Linked DNA regions of Mus musculus: regions 1, 2, 4, 5 and 6 are each linked to region 3. Evidence: chromatin contacts called from public HiChIP or PLAC-seq and promoter capture Hi-C data. All regions are on one chromosome and are shown on one strand. Each heading gives the region's core, a stretch centred on a gene start, on an enhancer-like site or on the middle of the called end of the contact. The rest is flanking DNA. Distances are from core to core; before and after follow the strand shown.

Evidence for each region. Promoter capture Hi-C pulls out the DNA fragments that hold promoters and counts their contacts. HiChIP or PLAC-seq counts read pairs in DNA pulled down with a chosen protein or histone mark.
Region 1: a contact with region 3 is called in an HNF4G HiChIP or PLAC-seq map of pancreatic cancer cells. The contact joins the enhancer-like site here to the promoter of Camkk1 in region 3. A contact is called at or near these places in 1 of 484 Hi-C or Micro-C datasets (the HPC-7 cell line), 2 of 115 datasets of contacts at active chromatin or transcription factors (fetal liver and pancreatic cancer cells) and 1 of 9 other capture datasets (embryonic stem cells).
Region 2: an H3K27ac HiChIP or PLAC-seq map of microglia shows a contact between it and region 3, with 5 times the contacts expected there. The contact joins the promoter of 4933427D14Rik here to the promoter of Camkk1 in region 3. A contact is called at or near these places in 4 of 39 promoter capture datasets (the 3T3-L1 cell line, the C10 cell line, embryonic stem cells and 1 more), 2 of 484 Hi-C or Micro-C datasets (CD4 T cells and embryonic stem cells), 6 of 115 datasets of contacts at active chromatin or transcription factors (bone marrow-derived macrophages, large pre-B cells, microglia and 3 more) and 1 of 9 other capture datasets (macrophages).
Region 4: a FOXA1 HiChIP or PLAC-seq map of pancreatic cancer cells shows a contact between it and region 3. The contact joins the promoter of Pitpnm3 here to the promoter of Camkk1 in region 3. A contact is called at or near these places in 1 of 39 promoter capture datasets (liver) and 1 of 115 datasets of contacts at active chromatin or transcription factors (pancreatic cancer cells).
Region 5: a contact with region 3 is called in a promoter capture Hi-C map of pre-B cells, with 2.6 times the contacts expected there. The contact joins the promoter of Aipl1 here to the promoter of Camkk1 in region 3. A contact is called at or near these places in 2 of 39 promoter capture datasets (the 3T3-L1 cell line and pre-B cells) and 1 of 115 datasets of contacts at active chromatin or transcription factors (pancreatic cancer cells).
Region 6: a contact with region 3 is called in an HNF4G HiChIP or PLAC-seq map of pancreatic cancer cells. The contact joins the promoter of Smtnl2 here to the promoter of Camkk1 in region 3. A contact is called at or near these places in 1 of 39 promoter capture datasets (liver) and 1 of 115 datasets of contacts at active chromatin or transcription factors (pancreatic cancer cells).

Annotation. Positions count from the first base shown.
Region 1 is chr11:72,465,431-72,468,914 of GRCm38.p6, reverse strand. All of the region lies in intron 2 of Spns2 (spinster homolog 2), which reads left to right. Among named protein-coding and RNA genes, the nearest start is that of Gm40194, 9.8 kb to the right of the region's middle. Within about 2 kb of position 1,629, at least 162 of the 459 cell types and tissues checked have an H3K27ac peak or open chromatin away from gene starts, as enhancers often do. A contact at or near this core is called in the HPC-7 cell line and pancreatic cancer cells, where this site is marked.
Region 2 is chr11:72,205,736-72,209,290 of GRCm38.p6, reverse strand. It overlaps 4933427D14Rik (RIKEN cDNA 4933427D14 gene), which reads left to right and starts at 1,809. Exons shown (of 19, transcript NM_001361564.1): 1 at 1,809-2,095. It overlaps Txndc17 (thioredoxin domain containing 17), which reads right to left and starts at 1,737. Exons shown (of 4, transcript NM_026559.3): 1 at 1,523-1,737; 2 at 957-1,038; 3 at 486-561. The coding sequence starts at 1,667.
Region 3 is chr11:73,017,308-73,020,733 of GRCm38.p6, reverse strand. Camkk1 (calcium/calmodulin-dependent protein kinase kinase 1, alpha) reads right to left here and starts at 1,746. Exons shown (of 16, transcript NM_018883.3): 1 at 1,607-1,746. It overlaps 4732414G09Rik (RIKEN cDNA 4732414G09 gene), which reads left to right and starts at 1,893. Exons shown (of 3, transcript NR_152202.1): 1 at 1,893-2,077.
Region 4 is chr11:72,134,332-72,138,290 of GRCm38.p6, reverse strand. Pitpnm3 (PITPNM family member 3) reads left to right here and starts at 2,402. Exons shown (of 20, transcript NM_001024927.2): 1 at 2,402-2,637. The coding sequence starts at 2,616.
Region 5 is chr11:72,036,256-72,040,222 of GRCm38.p6, reverse strand. Aipl1 (aryl hydrocarbon receptor-interacting protein-like 1) reads left to right here and starts at 2,714. Exons shown (of 6, transcript NM_053245.2): 1 at 2,714-2,860; 2 at 3,432-3,611. The coding sequence starts at 2,765.
Region 6 is chr11:72,410,118-72,413,647 of GRCm38.p6, reverse strand. It overlaps Smtnl2 (smoothelin-like 2), which reads left to right and starts at 1,935. Exons shown (of 8, transcript NM_177776.3): 1 at 1,935-2,404. The coding sequence starts at 2,015.

The sequences.
Region 1 (3,484 bases), core at 380-2,879, 550 kb after region 3:
AAGTAGGGCTCAAGTTTTCTGATGGAATGGAGGAGCTTGGGAGCACGGCAGGCCTGACTGGCAGGTGGAAACACGTGCACTGCTGTTCTGGGAGCCTACCTAGCTGCAGTGATCCTACCCACTGCAGGAGCAAAAAGCCAGAGTGGGAGAGCCAGACGGCCCTGCTGAAAATGGTGCCATGTGGCCAAGGTCCAGGTGCCTGCCTCAGGTTCCTTCAGTCACTCAGTGAGGGCTTTTGAAAGCACTCCCTTCACAGGGGTGGGATGGGACATGCTAGGCCTCAGAATGTAAGCCCAGTCCTGGTCTCTAGGGACGTGTGTCCCCCTGTGGCCTTCTCACGCTGCAGCCTGACCCATCTCCTGCTGTTCCCAGTATAGCATGAATATTCTCTGACGTCAGGGGCGTCTGTGGGGACCATCCTCTTCCCAGTCTAGCATCAAGTGATATGATTTAAAGCGAGGGCTTCAGAGTCAGCTAAACTACAGTTTAATTTTGACTCAGACATACAGTTGCCCTGTGACATCACTTCTTTCAGCTGGGTCATCTTCTCTGTAAGATGAAGTTAGAGAGAGAATCGACAGAAATGATGAATGCATGTGCCAAGTGTGTGTCCAGGGCCTGGTCTGTCATAACTGATCCATCAGTGACAACTGCAGGCGTTATTAACAATAAGCATCGTGCTTCATTAACCATCGTACAATATGATTAGAAGACTTGAAATTTATATAATGTGTGTGTGAATGTGACAGTGTGCGCGTGCCTGTGACAGTGTGTGCGTGCCTCTGTGTGTGTGTGTGTGTGTGTGTCAGTGTGTGTGAGAGTATGTGTGTGTGCTTGTGTGTGTGTGTGTGAGAGAGAGAGTGTGTGTGCGTGTGTGTGTGAGAGTATGTGTGACTGTGTGTAAGAGATAGTGTGTGTGTGTGAGAGAATGTGTGTGAGAGAGTATGTGTGTGTGTGAGAGTATGTGTGTGTGAGTGTGTGAGAGAGTATGTGTGTGTGCATGTGTGTGTGAGTATGTATGTGAGAGAGTATGTGTGTGTGAGAGAGTATGTGTGTGTTCGTGTGTTGTGTGAGAGAGTATGTGTGCATGTGTGCATGTGTGTGACTGTGTATGAGAGATAATGTGTGTGTGTGAGAGTGTGTGTGCGTGTGTGTGAGAGTATGTGTGCATGTGTGCGTGTGTGTGACTGTGTGTGAGAGATAGTGTGAGGGGGAGCGAGAGAGTGGTGTGTGTGTGTGTGTGTGTGTGTGTGTGTGTGTGCATGTGTTGTCATCATGGTGAACTCCTAGGCACGTTTCATTACCCACTTTGACATTAGCAGGATTTGGTGACCCTTACTGATTCACAGGCTTTAAGTACATCAAGCTGTGCAATTCATGGTAGGACCTGCACTTTGGCTAGACAAGAGGCACTGCCTACTCAGATTGTCTCTGCCCACTCCCCACCCAGTTCAGACTGGCATACAGAAGGCAGTTGTTCCTCTTCCCCTCTAAACATGTGTAAGCCCTTTGAGACTAAGCTTTTCCTCGTCCACATCCTGATCTGATCTTGGGCAGGTCTTAGGAGGCAGAGCTGACAAGAAAGCATTCTTTCTGTAGATGTAAGGAAATAATACTGGCCCTGGCTAATGTAAACACGAGCCTTGTTGACCCAGCCTGCGCCTCGGAGGGCAGGGCATGAAGCACCTTCCCCCACACTGTCTCATCCAATACTCAAGCCACCAGAGCAGCAGCTATTTTTATCTTCATTTTACAGATGAGGAAGTTGGCGTGGGGAGCTGGCTTAGAGTGGCTCATGAGAGTCGATTGTTAAATTTTTAGGAATTGTGTGAGCCGATTGTTAGACACAGCCATTGTTAGAACTAAATCATAATAAACTTACAACTGAGTGATCTGTACTGAAAGAAGCTGATAAATTCTCAGAAGTCATCGCTTCCTAATTACTTTCTTACATCAAGACATTATCAGTGTGCTTAAGGTAAACTCCTTTTATCTGAATGGTGGAAACGCCTATGACTGAACAAGGTACTAAGCTCTGAGCTTCACATCTCTTAGGTGACTTGGCCTCAGCCGGGTAGAGTGTTTATACTGTGGAGATGCACAACCCCCAGGCATCGTGGGGCCCCTCCTCTGTCCCTTTTTAGAGAACCTGTTTCTACACATTTACCAGCACATCAATGAGGCTGACAATGACAGAGATGTGACCTGGCAAAGGAGCCTACCTAAGAAGGTGCAGAGCTGGGGTTGAACCCTATGGCGCAAGGACTGATTCTGCCCAAAGCTTAAGTCACAGACCTGAATTACCAGGTCCCCTCTCCTGTGTTTTCAAGTCTAGCGGAGAAAAGAACCCTTCATGCTACTCTGAGCAACCCACTTTGCCCTGCTCACGCCCTTCCTCTCGTCATTGCTCCTCCCCCTAAATACTGTCTCCCCAGAGGCTGCTAAACCACATACACATGAACCTAGCGTACAGAGGTCAGTGTTGTCTGGCCATCTGCCTACTGGCAGTGGGACTGCCTTCCATGAGACAGAGGGGACTCCCTGTCTGTGTAGTTGGCCTCTATTCTACCTGGATCTCTGTATCTCACCTAGAACACCAACCCCTCCCATCATCAACAGTGGCATTCTCTCCCAAGTCCCTGAACATTACTGTGCTCTTGTCCCAGCAGAGCCAAACCAGGTCATTAGTTCTTTGTTCAGCATCTCCTGCCTTCCCCGTGAGGATCCCACTCCATCTGGCCTCTTAGCCTTGTCTTCCACCCTTCCCCCTCCGTCACTTTGCTTCAGACACTCTGGCCTCTTTCACGCCCCGCAAACACACCAAGTGCACTCTAGCTCTCCTTTCCCCGGTACTTCTATGACTGTTTCCTTGTCTCCTGCAGGTCTTTGCTGAGTTGAAATGTCACCGTCTCTTCTATTTAATACTGTATGATCTGTCTTCTCTCTCATACATGTATTCTCAATAAAATTTTATGATAATGTCTATCATACTCTAAGGCAACACTGGACTCTGGCTGTACAGAGCAGCAGAGATGTTTGGCAGAGATGTTCGAACAGGAATGGCCAATGCATCAACCTCACCTCGGTCACAGAAATGGCTTGGTTTTTGCCAGATTCCACCCGAGGCTGCAGGATCGTCCCTGTGCGCTCAGCTCCTGAGCTTCAGTTTCTCCTGGCTTTCTGTTTCTGCGGAAAGCCTCATCTTCCTCATGCATCTATCAGCAGCTGCTTCTTGCCACTCCTTCCTCCAGGCTGTGGTCCTTCATACACGTATCTCTTCACATACATTTCATATATCTATACATCTCCTGTACCTGCTTAATATTCCTCATACAGCGTGTTAATTATTACTACTATTTTGTTATTTATGTGCCTTTCTTCCTTAGATCATTAAGTTCCGGGAAGGCAGGAATCTCCTGTTTATCTACCCATGAATCCCAAGCACCTAACGTATGTTAGTATGTTGCAGATGCCCTGTTTTAGT
Region 2 (3,555 bases), core at 560-3,059, 810 kb after region 3:
TTAAATAGTTAGGATGCTTGTGTCAAGATGAATCATTAAAACACTTGGCCTGAGAGGCCTTGTATTTCCACACTAGGAAGCCCCATAGGCTGAAAACAAGAGACAGCATGCCTGGTGCCATCTCTTTCCCTCAACTCTTTAATTTAGGATTCTAGGGGCAGGGCTGAAATAGAGGGAGAGCCCTTTTAAGCCTGAAAAGTGGGTTTAGAAAACATTGACAAAGGTGCTTTCAGAAATGAGTCAACTTTCTTCTGAAGACAGAATCTTAAAAGTGGCTTAAAAATACACCCCAGACACTAATATCTGCATTATTAATAGTTTGTCAGGATTGGCAGAGGAATGGACACCAACTTGTGTGTTTCTGATGCACTCTGAACAACAATGTGATGTTGGAAATCAAAGGTCAAGATCTTTTCAAACTTGACTCAAAAAACAACTTGAGTTTTAACTACATTATAGCTACAAACATAAAGGTAGACACTTACTGTTCCATATTTAAGTAGTGTAGGCACTGCGGTTATTTTCAGTTTTTGTCTGAAGTCATTATTTGGGTCTTTCCAGCTGTTCCAAAATGAAACAGATAATGAAAAATACTACTTGGTTCATTACAGTTTACTCAACAGTTGACTTATATATAATATACTTGTAACCACTGCTTTTGTTAACCTTTAAACATTTTGAGAACTGTAACTTATGTGTCACTTTCTGCAAAGTTTAAAGTGTGGCTAAGATAAAACAAATGTAAAGTCAATAGAGTTCTGAACTTATTCCAGACCCAATTCATTAATGATGATATGTGGTTGAACATAAACTGTAAATATGAATTCAGTAATTCTAATTGTTTAGCTTATCAGACAATACCTAAAACACAGAGCCTGACCAATTATCTGAGGTCCTTTTTACCCAGCTTTTTAATAATATAGTCCATGTCTGGAGATACGGTATACATGACTTACTAAGGTTTGTCTCCTACTTGGCAGTAGATGAACACACAGTCTTCGGTAACATGCTTCAGCCCCTCTCGAATGACTGGCTCAGCTTTTTAAAAGAGTTAAAAAGTAATTACACATCAACTGCGATAGCCCACGCCCTCCCGTCCCCAGTCTTAGACTTTAACCGGTTGTAAGATAGGATGTTAAAGTCGCGTGTCCTCTGGACTCGTGAATCACTTAAGTCCTAGTCCTGATTGTCTTTAAGACACAATCAGAAAACTCAGCATACATATATGATGACGGAAAGATCAACTCCTGAGTCTGGTCTTTTTTTTTTTTATGAGACACTAATCGTTTGGGGAACTGAGAATTTTAAAGAACCTGGTTCCAAGATCCGAATCCATGATAAAAATGAGGGTCATCCTTGGGTGGGGCAGTAAGGGCCTAACGAGAGACGGGGTACAGCTCAGGCGCTTCTGCGGGTCTGCAGGACCAAGATCCTCATCTCATCCCACTTTCTGACTTCAGCAGGGGCCTTCTTCCTAGCACTGCTGTGGCGCAGCAACCCCCAGTCCTGGTCCCAGCCTCACCTTCCACGCAGTCCGGACACCAGCTCTTCCCTTCGGTATCCTTAGAACCGCTGAAGTAGGCGAAAATGGTCTTGCCCTCATGCTCCTTCACTGCCTTGTCGAACTCCTCGAAGCCCAGCACGCTCACCTCCTCGAAGGTGGCCATGGGTACAACAGTGCGGAGAGGAGCACGGGAGGAGCCCTAGGGTCCTGCGCCCCCAAGGCGGGGCCCAAGTAAGGCGTGGACAAGGTTCCGGGTGGGCGGGGCCGCCGCAGCAGAGTGGTGCTACGGGAGCCTTGAATAGCCATAACTCCTTAGGGCCGTCCTTTTGGTCTGCTGGAGTTTCTTTTTGGCGCCAGTTTCCCTCAGACAACTAGACGCCTGACCTGGTCTGGTCCCCACCCTGGCTTCATGGACAGTGACGGCAAAGCCCGTCGCGGTACAACACCTTGATCCTCAAATGGCTCAGGAAGATCAACGGCTCCCAAACAGCCGCGCGCCTGTTGCCATGACGACTGGGCGAGAGGCCGGAAGCGAGGCCTAGCGTGGGGTCGCCTTACGATCTCTTGGTGGCCGCGCCGCGCCCAAACCAGGTGGGCTTGGGCCGGAGCTGGGGGAATTCTGGGAAACTGCATTAGACAGAGAGACAGTGAGAGACCTCGCCCCAGGCTTGCCTTGCAGCTCCGCCCCTCCTATTACCTTTCTATTTGTCAGACTTTAGGGGGGCCGGGGCCGGGGGCGGCGTCCGGGATCGGGCGGGGGTTTGGAGAGAGCTGGGAGGCAGAAAGGCAGCGAGGACTGGATCCGAGTGTTGTGAGTGCGTGTGCGGGGGAACAGATGCAAAGAGAGCGTGTCTGAGGTTGCATTGGGGAAAGGAATTGTCCAGGAGCTGCGACGCCGGCACGGGGGCCCTTGCCCGGGCTACGCAGGTGTACACTGGCAGCGAAGATGCCGGCTCATTGCATGAGGGCCCGCAGGTTGCGTCGGGGTGTTCGGCCTCTGTGGGCGAGGAGGTGGGGTGCAGGGTTATCCCGAGGCTATGGAGTAAGGCGCCGGGTGAGATCTTCAGTGCGGCGGATGCTCTGTGCAAACATAGGGTGGCTACAGAATGGTCAGCAGCCTTTAGAGAAGAGGACTGCGGAGCCCGCAGTCCCCGCTAGGGTGAACAGGGCCTTTGGGATACCTGGGACTGCAGGCTCGGTTGAGGCAGCAATGGACCCCAGGACAGTGTGGGTGAACGGGACTGTGGGCGAGCCCGAGGTGGTTGGGCCTGCTGGGTCTGTGTGGGTGACTGTATCTGGGGAGGAGGAGCTAGACAATAGGAGCTCTCCAAGCTGTGAGAGAAAAGGTCGTCCAGGAACACTTGGCCATGAGAGCATCCTGGAACTGTGGTTGAAGGTGCAGGCTATGAGGGTAGCGTCGGGATGCTGGGAAGGAAGCAGAGTGGAGCTCCATCCCGTTCCCGTGGGAGAGGGGCCGATCGAGAAGGGTATTCCTGGGCGAGCTTCCTGGGTAGAGACCAGCCGAGGTGGTGTCACCGGACCCTGGGTGAGAGGCAATACTAGGACATTCCCCCAGGCCTCAGGACTGCCCACAGCTAGGGGAATAGGGGCCGGTTGTGAGAGAGTCTCTATCCTTTGTAGGCAGGGACAAGCTGGGAAGACACCACCTCCTGTGGGTGGACCTGAGGTAGTAGAGAAGATAGACTGTGTTTCCTCTGGACCTTGGGAAAAAAGACAAACTGTGGTGGTGCCTGAGGCCATAGGATGGTCTCAGGTCTTGAAAAGGCCCAGAGCTGGAGAAGTGAGGGAATGTGAGGGTACCTCATGTCTCTGTGGGGGAGGGCAGTCAGGGCAGTTTTCTGGGGCTCTGGCAGAAGGAGCTGAATATGGGCATATGTTATGGGAAAGGGGGCTGATGGAAGGGGGCCCTGATGCCCTGCTGGTACTACCCAGGGCCATGGAAGATGGAACTACCTCCCACGGGGGCCCAGGGTTGTGGCAAAGGAGACAAGAGATGGAAGATATAGGTTCTAGGGGTATTCCTGGTCTAA
Region 3 (3,426 bases), core at 497-2,996:
TCTCACCATTTGCTTTCCAGTAGAGTCATGAAGCAACAAATAAGAATGCTAGCAATAAATACATGATAGGTGCTGTGGGATGCCCTGGGAAGACAGCTACTACAACAAGACAGGGCAGGAGCAAGATGCTAGGGACACAATTGATGTAGCGCAGAGAGGGTTTGTACACAATGCAAGCTCTAAGCAGCTTTGGAAGGAGAAAGGCGGTACACAGTGTAGACACTTGGAGAACAGCAACTGGAGCCAGAGGGACTGGCCCATAGGTGCAAGTGCCATGAGGTGGGACAGTGCTTGCTCTGTATGAAGACCAGCACAGCAGATGTGGCTGCAGTGGAAAGTTCCTTAGTGGAGGTGTGCATCAGGAGAGAAGCTAAGGTCCACTTACACTGGCCTCGGGGGTGTTTTCCTGGCGGAGGCGACATTGTGACCACTAAGCAGGATTCCCAAGGGAGAAATGGGAGTTCACCCTGTGTCTAAAAGAGATCCCTTCCCAACGTGATAGCAATAGAGTGCTTCCCAACAGGCTTGGTTTAGGGTTTGTGAACAGAAACCAGAGGCCTCTAACACCAAAGGAGTCTTTAAGCAGGGAAGCAATTCACTTGGATAAGGTTTAAAATAAGCCCCAGTCCTGGTCTGAGGACTGGGCGTGGGGGACCAAGGAGCAGGTAGTAGGGTCTAGAACAGTCTGACCCACAGCGTATGTTGGATGGAAGAGGTAGAGATGCGCAGAAGACCCAGCCTCTTCCTTTTCCCTGGGATTTTCAAGGACACAGCTGTGCGCTTCTCTCACACCCTGAACCTGGCCAAGACAAAGAGAGGAGCTCACTGGGACACAGTCCTGGGACCCAAGGCATGTGACAGCTAGCTCTGCTCACTCTGTAACACCCTCAAGACAGACACACACCCCTTCCCTGACAGATGTAATCCTTGTCCTCGTGACCGGTGCTCACACACCACTCCATCCTGAAACGCACCCCTCAGGTACACAGGCACACTCTTGTGTCCACGTGACGCACGCACACCCGCCTCCAAACACCACACACAGCTCCCCGCGCACGTGTGCACCCTCGGAGCACCAATCCTGTACCCACCAGACCCAGAAACCACAGCGCCGCCTCCGCCACCCTCACTCAGTCAGGGGACGACTGCGCAGCAGCTGAAGTCGCTCGCTGCATCCGTCCCATTCATCACCCCGCCCCCAGCTCTCCACGGAAGACTCACGGGAGGGCTGTGGGAGAAGCGCTCTGCTGAGATCCACACGTGGGTGCACCCGTCCAGGCCCACTCCGAATAGACACGGCCTCCACCCAGAGCCGGGCCCAAGGCACCGCGCGCGCGGGGCTTCTATGCAGTCCCACAGACAGCAGCTGCGGAAGAAACGCAGGTGGTCGGGCACCCGCATAGCTGGCTTAGACAGATGCGGGCTCAGGGAACCATCCCGAGGACCTGGCCCTGCAGACACAGCGGGAATCTCTGCACACCAGATTCCGGCTGCCCACGTAGACCCGGCCTTGTAGACCACCCTTCTACAGCCCGTTGGCTGCACAGGGCGGCTCAGCCGTCCGCACCCCAGTTTCCAACTCCAAGTCCCGGCTGCTGACCCCTACCTAGGCACCTGGCGACAGTCTCTGCGGTGGGCACCAGGCTCGCTCCCGCTGTGCGCGCCCCGCCCTGCCCGCCTTGCCGGGCTAGGATCGCCCGGCTCAACCCGCTGGCGCCGCAGCTCCAGGCTGCGCTCGCTCCCCCCGCCCGCCGCCGCGCCGGCCCACGATCATTGGCTGTGCCGCGCAGCGCCCCGCAGAGATGTCCAATCAGAGTCCGGTCCTCCCGCCCAGGGGTAGAGGGGGCGGGTCTCGACGGGATCGGGAGGAGGTGGCTCGGGAGGGGCCCTGCGGATGGGCCCCGACGCGTCACGCCCCCGGCGCCCGCAGACAAGCAGGCTCGGGGAACCCGATGTCCCTCAGGCCACGTCGTGGGCCCCTCAGCCTGGCCTGAAGCGTACGATGCTTTTTTCGAGTCCTCAATCCGGTGTCCTAGTCTCTAGAGGCAAGAGCATCCCTCCTTCGGGATGAGGCCCGGTGCGTACCAAGGAGAGGCTAGGTAGAGGCCCTGGGAGAAGGGCCTGGAGTTGAGTGTTCTCCGGGGGGGTTGGGGGAGGGAAGGAGGAGGGAGATTCGTCAGAGTGCTGGGGTGGGGCGGCACTCAGGTTTGGAGAGGAGCAGGAGGTGACTGGCTGGGCTGAGGGAATGAAAAAGAGCCCTCCAGGACCAAGTGGCCTTGACTGTGGTTATGCCTGGGGACTGCCCTCACAGACTCCTGGTTCAATCCTGCTATTATTAGTCTATTGGAGATGCCCCACATCACTGCTTGCCTCAAACTCAGACCCATGTTGCTATCTCCAACCTGGTCTCACCTGTGTCTCTGTCTTAAACAGGAGTTAGAAACCAGGAGTTAGAAACCAGGAGTTACCTGTGTAGCAGGTTTTCTGACCCAACCGGGTGTAGCACAAGGATCTGCCATGTTGCCTCTTAAGATCCCTAAAGTCTCTCTCTCTCTCTCTCTCTCTCTCTCTCTCTCTCTCTCTCTCTCTCTCTCTCCCCACCATCTGCCCCTCCCTGAACTCGACCACCACGGTCATGCAGTATACCTCCACTTGATTAGTGCAGCAGCCCCACCCCTCACCCCAATCCAGTATCACTTCCCATTAACCTTTCTGGGACAACCAGAACAGGCACTAGGAACACCAGAGAGCTGCCTCTTAGGATCTTCCACTGCTTGCCACTAAGTCCCCTCAAGCCCTCCATAGCTCACCCCTCACCACTTGCCTGCCTAAACCCCACTTGTCTTTTGGCACTTAGTTCAATGCCTCTGCTGCTAGGAAGCCTTCCCCATGACCTTCTGGATACCTGGAATGCCCAGCAGCCCTTTCTCAGTGCTTTCCAGATCTCAGCACCTCTTCACCTGAGTCCTGTCTGGACTAAGAACTCTTGAGAGCAAGGGTCGAGATGAATTCGCCCAGCACAGCCTGACCTCCTGATGCATGCCCAGCATGTATTTGTTGAAATGAATAATTGGGTCCAGTAACTGGAGGATTGGATCTATAGGGCTGGAGTTCAGGAAAGAGCTGGGCTACAGAGACTCCTCCCCCCACCCCCAGTTTTGAAGATTGAATCCAGGGCTTCTTGCATTCTAAGCAAGGATGCTACTACTGAGCTATACCCCAATATTGAAGAGATGGTTTTGAGAGTCCTTGAGGATCCAGTCATAATTCTAATGGAAAGGCTCAAACAGATCAACTGAAGCAAGGCTGAGAGGATCAGATTAAGATCTAGGCAACAACAACAACAAATCTTACATATATATAAATCTTGAAAAACAGTTCTGGGCTGGTATGATGGCTCTGCTCCACAAAAGCCTTTGAGATGTG
Region 4 (3,959 bases), core at 1,153-3,652, 880 kb after region 3:
AACTCCCACCAGCTAATCTAACAGCCTTGAGTCCCGATGTGTCTGCTCTGTCTGAAGGCAGGCCAGAGCTGCCTTGACAGTCACTCCAGGTCTGTGCAAAGAAGCTGCCTGAGAGGCCAGGCTGTGCAAGCCCTACTGGGCTCCATGCCCACCTCTCAGGGGAGCCTCACACTGGGAGGGGTTGCAGGGAAGGCATAGAGGGGGAGCCAGGTAGCTTGCTTATAGAATGTGAGATGCTTTGCAAGTACCTATCTGCTTGGCACCTCACCTGTATGGTCCACCCACCCCTTCCCAAGGCCAGTAGTCTAGGATTTGGGATGGACAAACTCAGAGAGGAAAGTCTTAGGGGCTCCTATCACTAGTAAGCAGATATGTTTTCCTGGGTCTGTGTCCATGTGAATATGCACACAGATATTCATATACACATCTACTCATGTACATACATGCACACACACATACACACACACACACACACACACATACACACACATATATACACACACACATACACACACACACAGCTATGCCAGGAAACAGGACTGCTGTCAACCTGTGGTCACTGTTCCTGCTGAGAGCCACAACCTGGGGAGGTACTTAGGCCTAACTGTGTCCCTTCTGTGACAGGTTCATTATGTCTTCTGTAGTCAGTGGTGTCCACTGTCACTACTTATGGACCCACAGACCAGGTGGCCAAATGGAGACATTATACAAACTGCTAAGCTTCTGAAATTCCCAGAGCCTCAGGGAAGTGTAAGAAGGAGGAGACCCAGAGGGACAGAGCTCAGGCCTGAAATGGAATTCTGTAGGACAGTGAATTGTCTTAGCCTGTTTCCTCTGCATAAAGTGGGGTGACACAGTACACCCCAGAGGGTACATCCAGACTTAACAAAAGTTCACACAGAAAGCCACACAGACTGCAGTTCCAATATGGGGGAGCACTCCAGAGTTAGAGGTAGAAAGGTGGTATCCGTGCCCTCCCTGCTAGTAGCCAGTGGCCTGAGATGGTGAACAGCTTTGGATCCAGGACTTTGGGGCTTCTGAACTTCCATGTCTACAAGATGTGTTGCTGTCCCACTCTGGAGTCCTTGGGACTAAAGGGTTTTTTGAGAGGTGAGACAGTCATAGCTAAAACTAAGATGGAGAATCTTTGTCAAAGCATGCTAGCTAGCTGTCGTGAGTGAAGGCACGTTGTTCGGTCTGCACAGAGGACCCTAGGAAAGCCTGGTTTGGTAGATGAGGCATCAGAAAGCAGGGAGAGGTCCATGAGTAGGCGATACAGACTTCCTTTCGCTGAGGTGAAGAACTTTGTTGCTGCTAGCTCTGTGCAAAAGTTTCGGGAAGACTCTTGCCTGAGGCTGAGCCTTTGATAGACTAAAGAGGGAGTGTAAGGCTGATTAACCTGGATAGGCTGAAGGAGTCAAAGCCCAGAAATGGGTGTGTCCCGTAGAGGCCCCTTGTGTGCTTTGTTTCTATGGGGCAGTGGATGGGGCACTTAAGTCCTGGCTGGCCTAGGGGTGGAACTGTCTAGTGCCCAGTGTGGGTGCTTGGCTGCAGACTGTGGGAGAAAAACAGGCTTCAGGGAAGGCCCAACAGTCCTCTAAGGAGCCTAGCCCTCACCCTAACCGTCAGCAGGGAGGAAGTGGCCTCGCCTGGAACTGAGCTAGGGAGCCGACTGCTCTCTCCAGGACCCTACCTTCTAGGCCCCATCTAAAACGACTGACCATCTCCTGTGGATCCCCTGACTGCAGTGGGCAGAAACCACAATTTAAATGTCTCAGGAGGCCCGCTAATTAGAATGTCAGCACTTCTGTGAGAAAGTGTTAGGGGGACACACTGCTTTCTGCCAGGCTCCCCACAAACTCTGCTTAGCGTTTACTGGCAGGTGGGGTTTGCAGGTTTAACGGATCCTTTAGTGCTAAAGGACAAAAGCTTTCCTCTCTTGAGACTAGAGCAGATGCAGGCATCCAGCATCCCTGGAGTTGGGAGCTGATGGAGAAGTCCCCTCTCATCTCTGCGAGACTTCGTTCTAGGTTTCTCAGTCTCCTGGGTCCTGGTCTTCCTTGCTCTCCCTGTCCTCACAGACTCTAGCCAGCTCCGATTTCCTTGAATTTCTCTCTCTCCCAAGGGTGTTTCTGCCCTAGGAGCGCCTCTTTCTGGTGCCTTGTCTCAGGGTCACTGCGCCCCAGGCTCGCAGTCCATGTCTTCATCCCTGCCTGGCCCGCAGCGTCTCCGAGCTGTAATCCGGAGTCTGTCTACGTCTGTCTTTCAGCGAGGGTCGGGGTCTCAGTGGCCGCAATCAGTGGGCTGCGCCTCCCGCGCGCTGCGGTGGCCGCGCGGCTCCGGGCGGGGGTGCGGGCCCGCGGGGGCGGTGTCGGGCGCCTTCCGTCGTCAGTCCCTCCCCGGCGGCGCGGAGGGGGGGCGGCGCGGTCGCCGCTCGGCTCCTTTAAGGGAGCGGGAGGGAGCGGCGAGGCGGCGGCGGTTGCGGTGGAGGCGGCCGAGCGAGCGGGGCGGGGGCGCGGGGCGCGGCGCCCGGAGAGTCCGCTCCGGCCGAAGGCGCCGGGGCCCGGCCGGGAGCGAGCAGCGCCGGCAGCACAGCGGAGCCCGCCGCCCGGGACATGGCCAAGGCGGGCAGCGCAGGTGAGCGCGGCGCGGGGCGCTCGGCGGGTGGCGGGAGGGATCGCTCGGCCCAGGTGAGCCCCCCAACCAGGTGGGCGGAGGCACAGTGACCGCGGCGACCCGCCCGGACCCCGGGGCGTGCATAAGGGGCTCCGCGCGCCCTGCGTCCTTCCCGCGCCCCCAGTCACCTCGTGGGACACCGCATCCCGCTTGCCCCGCTGCACTGGGTCAGGTCCACGGCTCCTCAGTCCAGTCGGCAGTTCGGAGCTGTCGCTGCCCTCCGGGAGACCGGGGGAGTAGACCCCGGCACCGGAACCCAAAGGGGATGTCCCGCGGTCGCTGATCCATCCCACGCCCCAACAAACCAGGACGCGCCCCCTTGTCCTGTCACTCTCTATCTTGGATGCGACAGTCCCCCGCCCCTGCCACCAGCTGGGTTAAGAGACCCAGATTACTGGTCCCGTCGCTGGAGGGGTACACTATGGCTGGGGAGCCTCCCCGCCTCCCACCTGACCCAGAGGCAGAGCCTCAGGTGCCGGGCTAGGCAGGCGGGGCCTCTGTTGGGGTCCCATGGGCTCGGCTCTCCTGCAAGCTCAGAGCTGTAGCCCAAGGATCCCAGGGAGTAGGTGTTAGTCGTCCCTTCATTCATCCAGTCAGGCGTTCATTCACCAGCATCTGCTCTGATGTCAGGCCCTGTGAGTTGGTTAGGACCTGGAGGGGACCAGGTTTAGCCCCGGACTCCCCACTCTGTGCCCTGGACCCCTACAGTGCCCTAAAAGGCCAAGTTGAGGAAAGCCAGTGTTCATAGGGCTGGCCACAAATGGATGAGGCTGGTCTCAACAGTCCTGAGCTTGGGAGCTCTGGCGTGTGAGAATCTGCCATGAACTCACTCCCAGCCTGTGACGTTGGCAGGTGCCATGCCATCCCCGTGGGGCCTGGTGTGAACCCCACTTCTCCACCCATAGGCATGGCAAAGATGGAATGAACATGACCACCTGCCCGCACTCTAGATGTGAGTGCCATTGAACTGCCTGCGACCCTGGGACAGGTCCCAATCCTTGGCATGGACTGGCCTTGTGACTCAGGTGTGGCAGAGGAATCCTGTGAGGGAGAGGCTGTTTGTGTGAGACAGCATAAGCAAATGCATCTAAACACCCCCTTTCCCACTTCCCTCCCCTCCCCTCCCGAGGGAGGCACAGTGAGATGACACCAGGAGGCTGGAAAAGGCTCTCTGCTCCCTTCTTTCTCCTGCCTTGGTCCCTCCCCACCCCTGCTCTTCATAAAGGAAGAGCATGCGTCTCTGCTACCCATTCTACATGTGCTCATGTGTGAGCACAGGTCTG
Region 5 (3,967 bases), core at 1,465-3,964, 980 kb after region 3:
CAGAGGGAGGAGGAGAGTGCTTTCTATGAAGACGGAATTCAAAGTGTGGGTATGACTCAATGAAGACGAAACACTAGGAAATGATTCTCTCCCTCCCTCTCTCTCTCTCTCTCTCTCTCTCTCTCTCTCTCTCTCTCTCTCTTTGTTTTTTCAGCGCTTTCCCGCACTCAGTTCCCCCAGCACCTGCCACAGCGCCTGGAGTGTCAAGGCATCCATAATAAGGGCTTATAATTTCTGAGCCCTTAACCACTCGTCAGACACTCAGCTAAGAGCATCCACATTCTTGCTCCTCCGTTCTCACTGTAGGTCTAGGGAGTCGGATCTATTTTTAACCTCATTACTGATGACGACACTGGAGATTCAGACAGGCGGAGATCCTGGGTCTCTGACTCTGAGCCCCGTGTTCCTCTCTTTGGGTCACACATCCTTGCTAAGCATCTAGAGCGTGTGTGCATGCATGGCATGTCTGTAGAGAGACTTCTGAATGCTTGCAGCCCTCTACCCTTTTGCCACTTGGAGCTGTAACTGGCGGACCAGGTTAATGAAGGGAAGTCTCCATGGCAACGAAAGAAGGCAGAAGAAGTATTTTCTTCTGAATGGGAAGCTGCTCCCTTCAGCCATGCATAGAGAGTGGCTGGAGGGGGGCTCCACGCAGGTGTAGCTCTTTGATGGGGGCCAGGTGCAGGGTCTCCTCAGATGGAGGACAATAAAGCAAGAAACCCAAGTGAGGCTCAGCTCTGCCTTTTCCTCTGCGGAGGAGGAAGGGATAGAAGAGGGGTGTCCCAGCAGCCCCCTCTCCCCTGGCTTCTGCTTCTGCCTCAAAGCTTTCACTAGTTCCCCTCATCCACACCCAGCAGTTACTATGTGCAGAGTGCCATGGGTTCGAAGAGCCAGGGACTATGGGAAGTACACGGGGCACTGGGACTTTAGCTGGGTTGGAGGTTGGTTTTCCCAAATATGTGGCATTCTACCTGAGGCACTGGGTGCGGGGTGATGTCAGGAACATTGCCACATTCCAGGACTGACTAGAGTAAGGCTAAGAGAAACAGCATACGTAGGGTGGAGACCAGGACCAGAGACTTGAAGGTTAGGACAGGAGCTTAGAACAGATCTGAAGAGAGTGGGAAGTCATCTGGATTTGAAGAGAGGAACAGGTGACTGGAAATGTTTTCCAATGAGGCCTTGGAAACCTTTGAAGCTATGGTCTAAATAGACAGTGGACCAGTGTCCCCCACCCCCACCCCACCCCCCTTAGCAGTGAAGCCTGACCTCTGGAATCCCTTTGCTGTGTGCTATGACTCCCTGCAAAGTAAGATATGGAAACAGTAACCAAGGGTGAAGCATCCAGATGGGGCATGAAAGTCCTTTTCTGCCATTGTGCATCTAATCAGGAGAGAGAAATGTTCCAAAGAGAAACTGCATTATAAGGAGTCATTATACAGCAACTCACAGAGCACGCATCAGGTCGGGAGAATACAGCAGGGATCTCAGAGTCAGTACCTGACCCTGGTGTATGTGGCATGGCAGGCACTGTTTTCCCTGATGGTCCATTCTTCCTCAGTAACATGCTCCTTTAAGCTACTGTGTGGCTGGGGAGAGATGGAAGAGGAAAAAAGTGTCTACACCTCTCTAAGGCTGGGATGGAAACAGACCCGAGTGGGGCTGCTGGCACTCAGGGAGAGCTTTCTACAAAGCCAGGTTGCATCCTGTTTCTGACTGGTTAGCCTAGGTTTGTGGCCCTTTAAGGCAAGGACTTCTCATGGAAATCAAGACTTTTGAGGGTGCTGGATATCCCCAGGATTCTGGCCTTCCTGGAGAAGGGAAACGCCCAAGGCCATGAAGCCATTAATGTAGGAAGCTCTGGTTGGCTATTAGCCAGCTATAATGTCCCCTCATGGCAAGGTCTGTTACCTCTCTGTCAATGCCCAAAAGGGACTGTGGTGGTGGTGGTGTGATCAGAATCCTTCATTTATCTTAAGGCTCTGGGAAAGAAGCATGAAAATTTAAGCTGGCCACAAGGTGGCGCCAAACACCAAGCCGACACATTACGTTTTCTCCTCTAGTTCCCCAAGGGGGTTCAGTGGGCTCCACATAAGCTCTGCTTGTTTCTCTGAACCCAGGACAAAGGCCTTCTAAAGGACTGGGGAGAGCCCGACTCCTCAGCCAGATCTTAGAGTGGAGACAGAAGCTTGACACTAGGAATTTATCAATTTCCCCCAGAACTGGGGTAACTCTCTTAGTCACCCCAAAGTTAGAAACCTTCTCCCAGACCCCAGGAGGAGAGGAGCAGGGGAAAGTGGAGATGTTAAGGGTCAGAGACTGGGACAATGTCCGCACTACAGGTACAGGAAGGCAATGGTGGCTTTGGGCCTCCCTCCTTTTCCCCTCGGATGGCCCCAGCTGTCTACTGCTGCCTGCTTTCTTCTCTCCTTCCCCACAGAAACATCTGTGGACCTTTTTTTTTGAGGTGGCACAAAGGAAAACCTTGATGTAGTCACTATGGGTGTCAGACCGGGGATCTGCATCTGCTGAGAGATCCTGAGGAATGTGGACGGTGGGGTCTGTAGTGCCTAGACTACCTTCCTTCTGCCTTTCTTCCTTCTTCCCTCCCTGTCGGGGAATCCCCTGGGTGATGTCAGCTGCTGTCCTCCCCTCTGGTGGGATTATCTAGGCTTGCACAGGCCTCTTCCCAGGTATCAGCCAGATTGTTCCCTGCTTTGGTAGGATTATCTAGGCCTGAACAAACCTCTCCCCTACCTGCAGCATGGACGTCTCTCTACTCCTCAATGTGGAGGGTGTCAAGAAGACCATTCTGCATGGGGGGACGGGAGAGCTCCCCAGCTTCATCACTGGCTCTCGAGTGAGTATCTACGCCCAGATAGGACCCCGTGGTTCTTTTCTCTGTTTCAGTTGGGCCCAGGGCATTGCAGGTATCCCTTCCTACTGCAGCCAGGCAGGACCTTGCTGGACTTGCCTTTCCATTACCCAGGCTCCCTTGCTTTGGAGTTTATAGACAGGTCTTTTTGGTAGTTTTCAGGGTAGCTTTAGCTAAGAGGAGAGGTTAAGGAAAATTTCCAGAGCTCCAAATGTCAAGTTAGTAGGAAGGAACCTCAGGAGATATGGCGTTTGTCCTCTTGTGTTTGATGGGTCTCTCAGGGGTGGAGGAACACACTCCTGGACATTGGAGCTTATTGGAGAAGGAATTCCTGGCGCTTGGCTGTGAGAGATAGGCATAGGGTTTGCTGGAAAGGAATGGGTTTCTTGTAGGGACTTGTAGGTATTTCTTGAGGGGAGCTGAGGCATCTTATCTTGTGAGATGTGGGTGAACTGACCCCCAAGAACAGCCTCAGTAGCCTGCAGTGGTTGGGTGACACGGCTGCTGGAACTGGGGGAGATATGTCTACACCAAAGCCCTCTGTTCTGGGGACCAGGTGACCTTTCATTTCCGCACAATGAAGTGTGATGACGAGCGCACGGTGATCGATGACAGCAAGCAGGTGGGCCAGCCCATGAGCATCATCATCGGCAACATGTTCAAGCTGGAGGTGTGGGAGACGCTGCTGACCTCCATGCGGCTGGGCGAGGTGGCTGAGTTCTGGTGCGACACCATTGTAAGTAGTCTCGTGGCTCCCTCTGCACTCTGTTCCCTCACGCGCTTCCCAGAGCTGTCAGGGTTCAGGAAAGTTAGGGTAAAACAAGACACTGCAGGTGAAGACACCTCCATCCCTATTCTCTGCCATTACAAACATGGCACCCAGCCCTTCAGATAAAGCAGGCCTTAAAGTGACGTGGAGTATGTGGTTGGCGCAGGGGCTGTGGGAACATGTGGCCTCACATGGTAGGAGAGGGCCCCCCTTTCCTTTTTGCTCAGCATCGTAGATCCTGGAGACTCAAGCCACCGAGCACATCCTTCCCCTCCCCCATTCCTCCCAACTCTATGACTCAATTCATATTTATATCACATATG
Region 6 (3,530 bases), core at 686-3,185, 610 kb after region 3:
ACTTTCTACTCCTTGGGATTCCCACTTTAGAGACCCAGCTACCCACTTTCTCCAGGATGGTCAGACAGAGGGCTGGGCCCCTGATCATTTTCTACTCTCAACACAACCTCCGCCCCCAAAACACATACAATGCTGGCGCCCAGAGGCCTACTCAGGAGGTCAGGGACTAACCTGTCTGGGTCCTTCTCAGGCATCCTCTGCTTCCCTGTGTTCTGCAAAGGAAAGATTGGACTTCTCTGACTCCAGGGCTCAGACCCGTAGGGTGGGCAGCGCTGTCTGGGACATAAGCTCTCCAAGTGGCCCCTCTCCAGGGCTCTATCAAAGATTCCACCCGGAGAAAGAATGCAAGGAGCGGTTTGGCTCACCCTGTCCAGACGGCTGCTTGGAACACACACACAGACATGCAACATGCACGCCTTTTGGCACTTGACTTTCCCATGAAATAATTGCTGGAAAGCTCCTTGGATTAGGTAACCCAGTGTTCCTTCCTGTCCCTACCCGGGGGAGGGGATCAGCTCTTAGCATCTGTTAGGCTAACCCAGCTCCTGGGGGAAGGAAAGGGCAGTCTAGGAGGGTCTGGGGCCTCCCAGACATCCTTGGAAGCAGAACAGTATGACCAGAACAAGCCTTTGAGCCTGCTCCTATGGATCATCTCACTAGGCCTCTCCAGGCTTTGAGCCACCTCCCATAGCCCAGGCCCAGAGAAATCGAGTTAGGAAAGCCTTTTAGCACAATGAATGAGATGGTTTTTTCTTTATTTTAAATGTTTACAACATCTATCATATTGTTATCCTGAGCAACAATTGCCTCCATCCCTCCTTCTTTGGTGATGTTTGGGGTTTCTAGGCTGGGAAAGGGGACTTTCTGGAATAAGAGGAGTGCTGGAGAAAAAAAGAGGTTTGAAGGTTGTCAGGTGGATCGAGGTTCTTGACTGAGCTTGGGGAAGAGGGGGGCAGCAGTGCACATCCTAGTTTTTGATCCCAAAGTTGCTCATAGCAAGATTTTGGGATTTGGGTCCCAACCTTCCTGTTCATCTTTAACACACACACACACACACACACACACACACACACACACACACACACACAGAGAGCAGGCCTAGGAGGATAGGAGGGGCATTTTACCATCTACATAACTCTTCCTGATCTCAGAACTGGTGCAAGAAATCCCAGGCAAAAGTGTCACAGGTGGGGGGCTGAAGTGTGGGCTTAGCAGTTTAGGGCACTTTTTGCTCTTTCAGAGAAACCCCAGAACTCGGCTCCCAGCACACACATGATGGCTCACAACTATTGGAAACTCCAGTTCTAGAGGATCCTGACACCACTTTGTGATTTATGTGGGCACCACACATGCTGTGTAGATACAGACAAGCAGGCTCACACACATAAAGTCAAATAAATATTTTTTTAAAAAGTCTCACAAGTGAGTATTTGCGAACTGGATGGTACCGGTGGTGACCGGAGATGCATACAAAGGTGAGTCAGAGCGGTTATGGTGTGTGTGTGTGTGTGTGTGTACAGTTGCTGCGGTTCCCTGAACAGGGGGGAGAGTCCAACCAAAGTGGACCTACAGGGAAATGTATAACTCTTTTAGTTGTTGTTCCTAGAGTAATGTCCTTTCGAGTGTCTTCTTCCCAGATCTTTCACCGGGTCGCACACCACTCCCTGGGGTCAAGCGTGTATGGGACTCCTTACTCCCCCAGGGATCCACATCCCTGCAAAGCAGAGAAGGAGAACTTTTCACTAAGTGCCTCCGGGGCCAGGCATCCCGCACCGACCCGGCCAGTCCCCAGGGGCGGGGTGTCCTGGAATGGGCTGTCCCGCCCCCTCGGCCCCGCCTCCTCACTCAGCGCCCAGTCCTGGGGCTCTAGGGGTCTGCCCCGCCCTGCTCCCGCCCCCTCCGGCCGCCCCTCGGGCTCAGCCAGCCGCGGCCCGCCAGTCGTCCCAAGGAGCTGCGGATCTCTCAACGTCTCCCGCGTTCTGCCCGCTGTCCGATCGGTGTGCCCCACTCGGCCATGGAGCCGTCCCCCGACGCCGAGGAGGCGCACACAGTGCGCGAGGCGCTGGGCCGCTACGAGGCGGCGCTGGAGGGTGCGGTGCGTGCGCTGCACGAGGACATGCAGGGGCTGCAGCGCGGCGTGGAGCGGCGCGTGGCAGAGGCGCTGCGCCTGGCCGGCCCCTTGGCTCGTACTGTGGCCGAGCTGCAGCGGGACAACCAGCGGCTGCAGGCACAGCTCGAACGCTTGACGCGCCAGGTGGAGGCGCTGGGCTTGGCGACTGGAGTGTCCCCTGCACCCGGCACGCCCAGTCCCCCTCCGGCGGCCACAGTTACCGACCGCGCCCCCCGCTTGGGCACTGCACGCTTCTCCAGTCATGCCACCTTTTCGCTGTCCGGTCGAAGCCCGGTGAGCCCCGGGGGTGCGGCGCGAGGGATGTGAGCGACTAGGAGCGTGCCTGGGGTGTAGGGTTGGGAAATTGGTGCCGCCCATCAGCTCTGAGTGCGTGCGCTGGCGAGCGTCCTCTAGTAAGAGAGCTATACCTCCACCTGCCGCTGGGACTTGGTAGCCGGGATTACATTTAAGCTCTCCAGAGCTGGAAAGGACAGGAGAAACATTGTTTTAGTAGGCCTGCTGCACCTGCTTTGCACTTCTTTCTTGGATCCGGGTGGTGTTTTTGCCTTGAGATCTGCCCTCTCCCATCTGACCCATGAATTTTAAGAGTTTGGACGCCAAGGTTCAGTCTTTGATAGTTCACTGTCGTCTGGGTCCTCACCTGCAAGTTGGAATGGTCAGCGTCCTCTACCTGCCCCCTACAACGTTTTTGTTCACGCGCACTGTGTTGCTGCTTCACTGAGGCCTGACCGTTCCGGTTGTAGATTAACCCCGACTGAGTTGCCTCTGTGTGTGTGTGTGTGTGTGTGTGCGCGCGCGCGCGCGCGCGCGCATGTGAGCGCACTCTGGTCTGGACTGATCAGTAACTGTTTGGGAACTCATGTTGCAGAGGGCAGACCCTTTACTGGAAACGGAGAGGGGGAACGGGCCTTTAGCTGTGTCTAGATTTCTGGGCAGAAGCTGGTGTGGACCAGTTTTACCACTTGGTCACGACCTCCTGGAGTGACAGAGCCTGGTTAGACTGTTTCTATGGTGTGTGCAGTGGCCCTTAGGTGGGATTTTCCATCCTGACCCGGAATTTGCTGGCGGGGTGGGGGGGTGGTGGGGGGGGAGGGAAGTGGGGGATGGGGGAGAGGAGTGGGAGGGGTTGGAGGAGTGGGAGGGGTGGGAGGTGCTTTTCAAGGGCCAGGGTCTTAGTACACTGCCTCTGCCCCCTGCCTTGGTGTATTCCCAAGGCCCTTAGCTCTACTGTGGGCCTCAGCAGGAGGACATCAGATAAGTCCTTGCCCCTGGAGGTCTCAGCCTGGGTGGAGGTGACCCCAGACTTGAACAGTGGCAACAGGTGAGCAGAGACGCCTTGCTCCAGACTCTGCTCCTTTTGCATTGGGGATTTGAGGAGGGTGTGCTGTGCTTGTTGCAA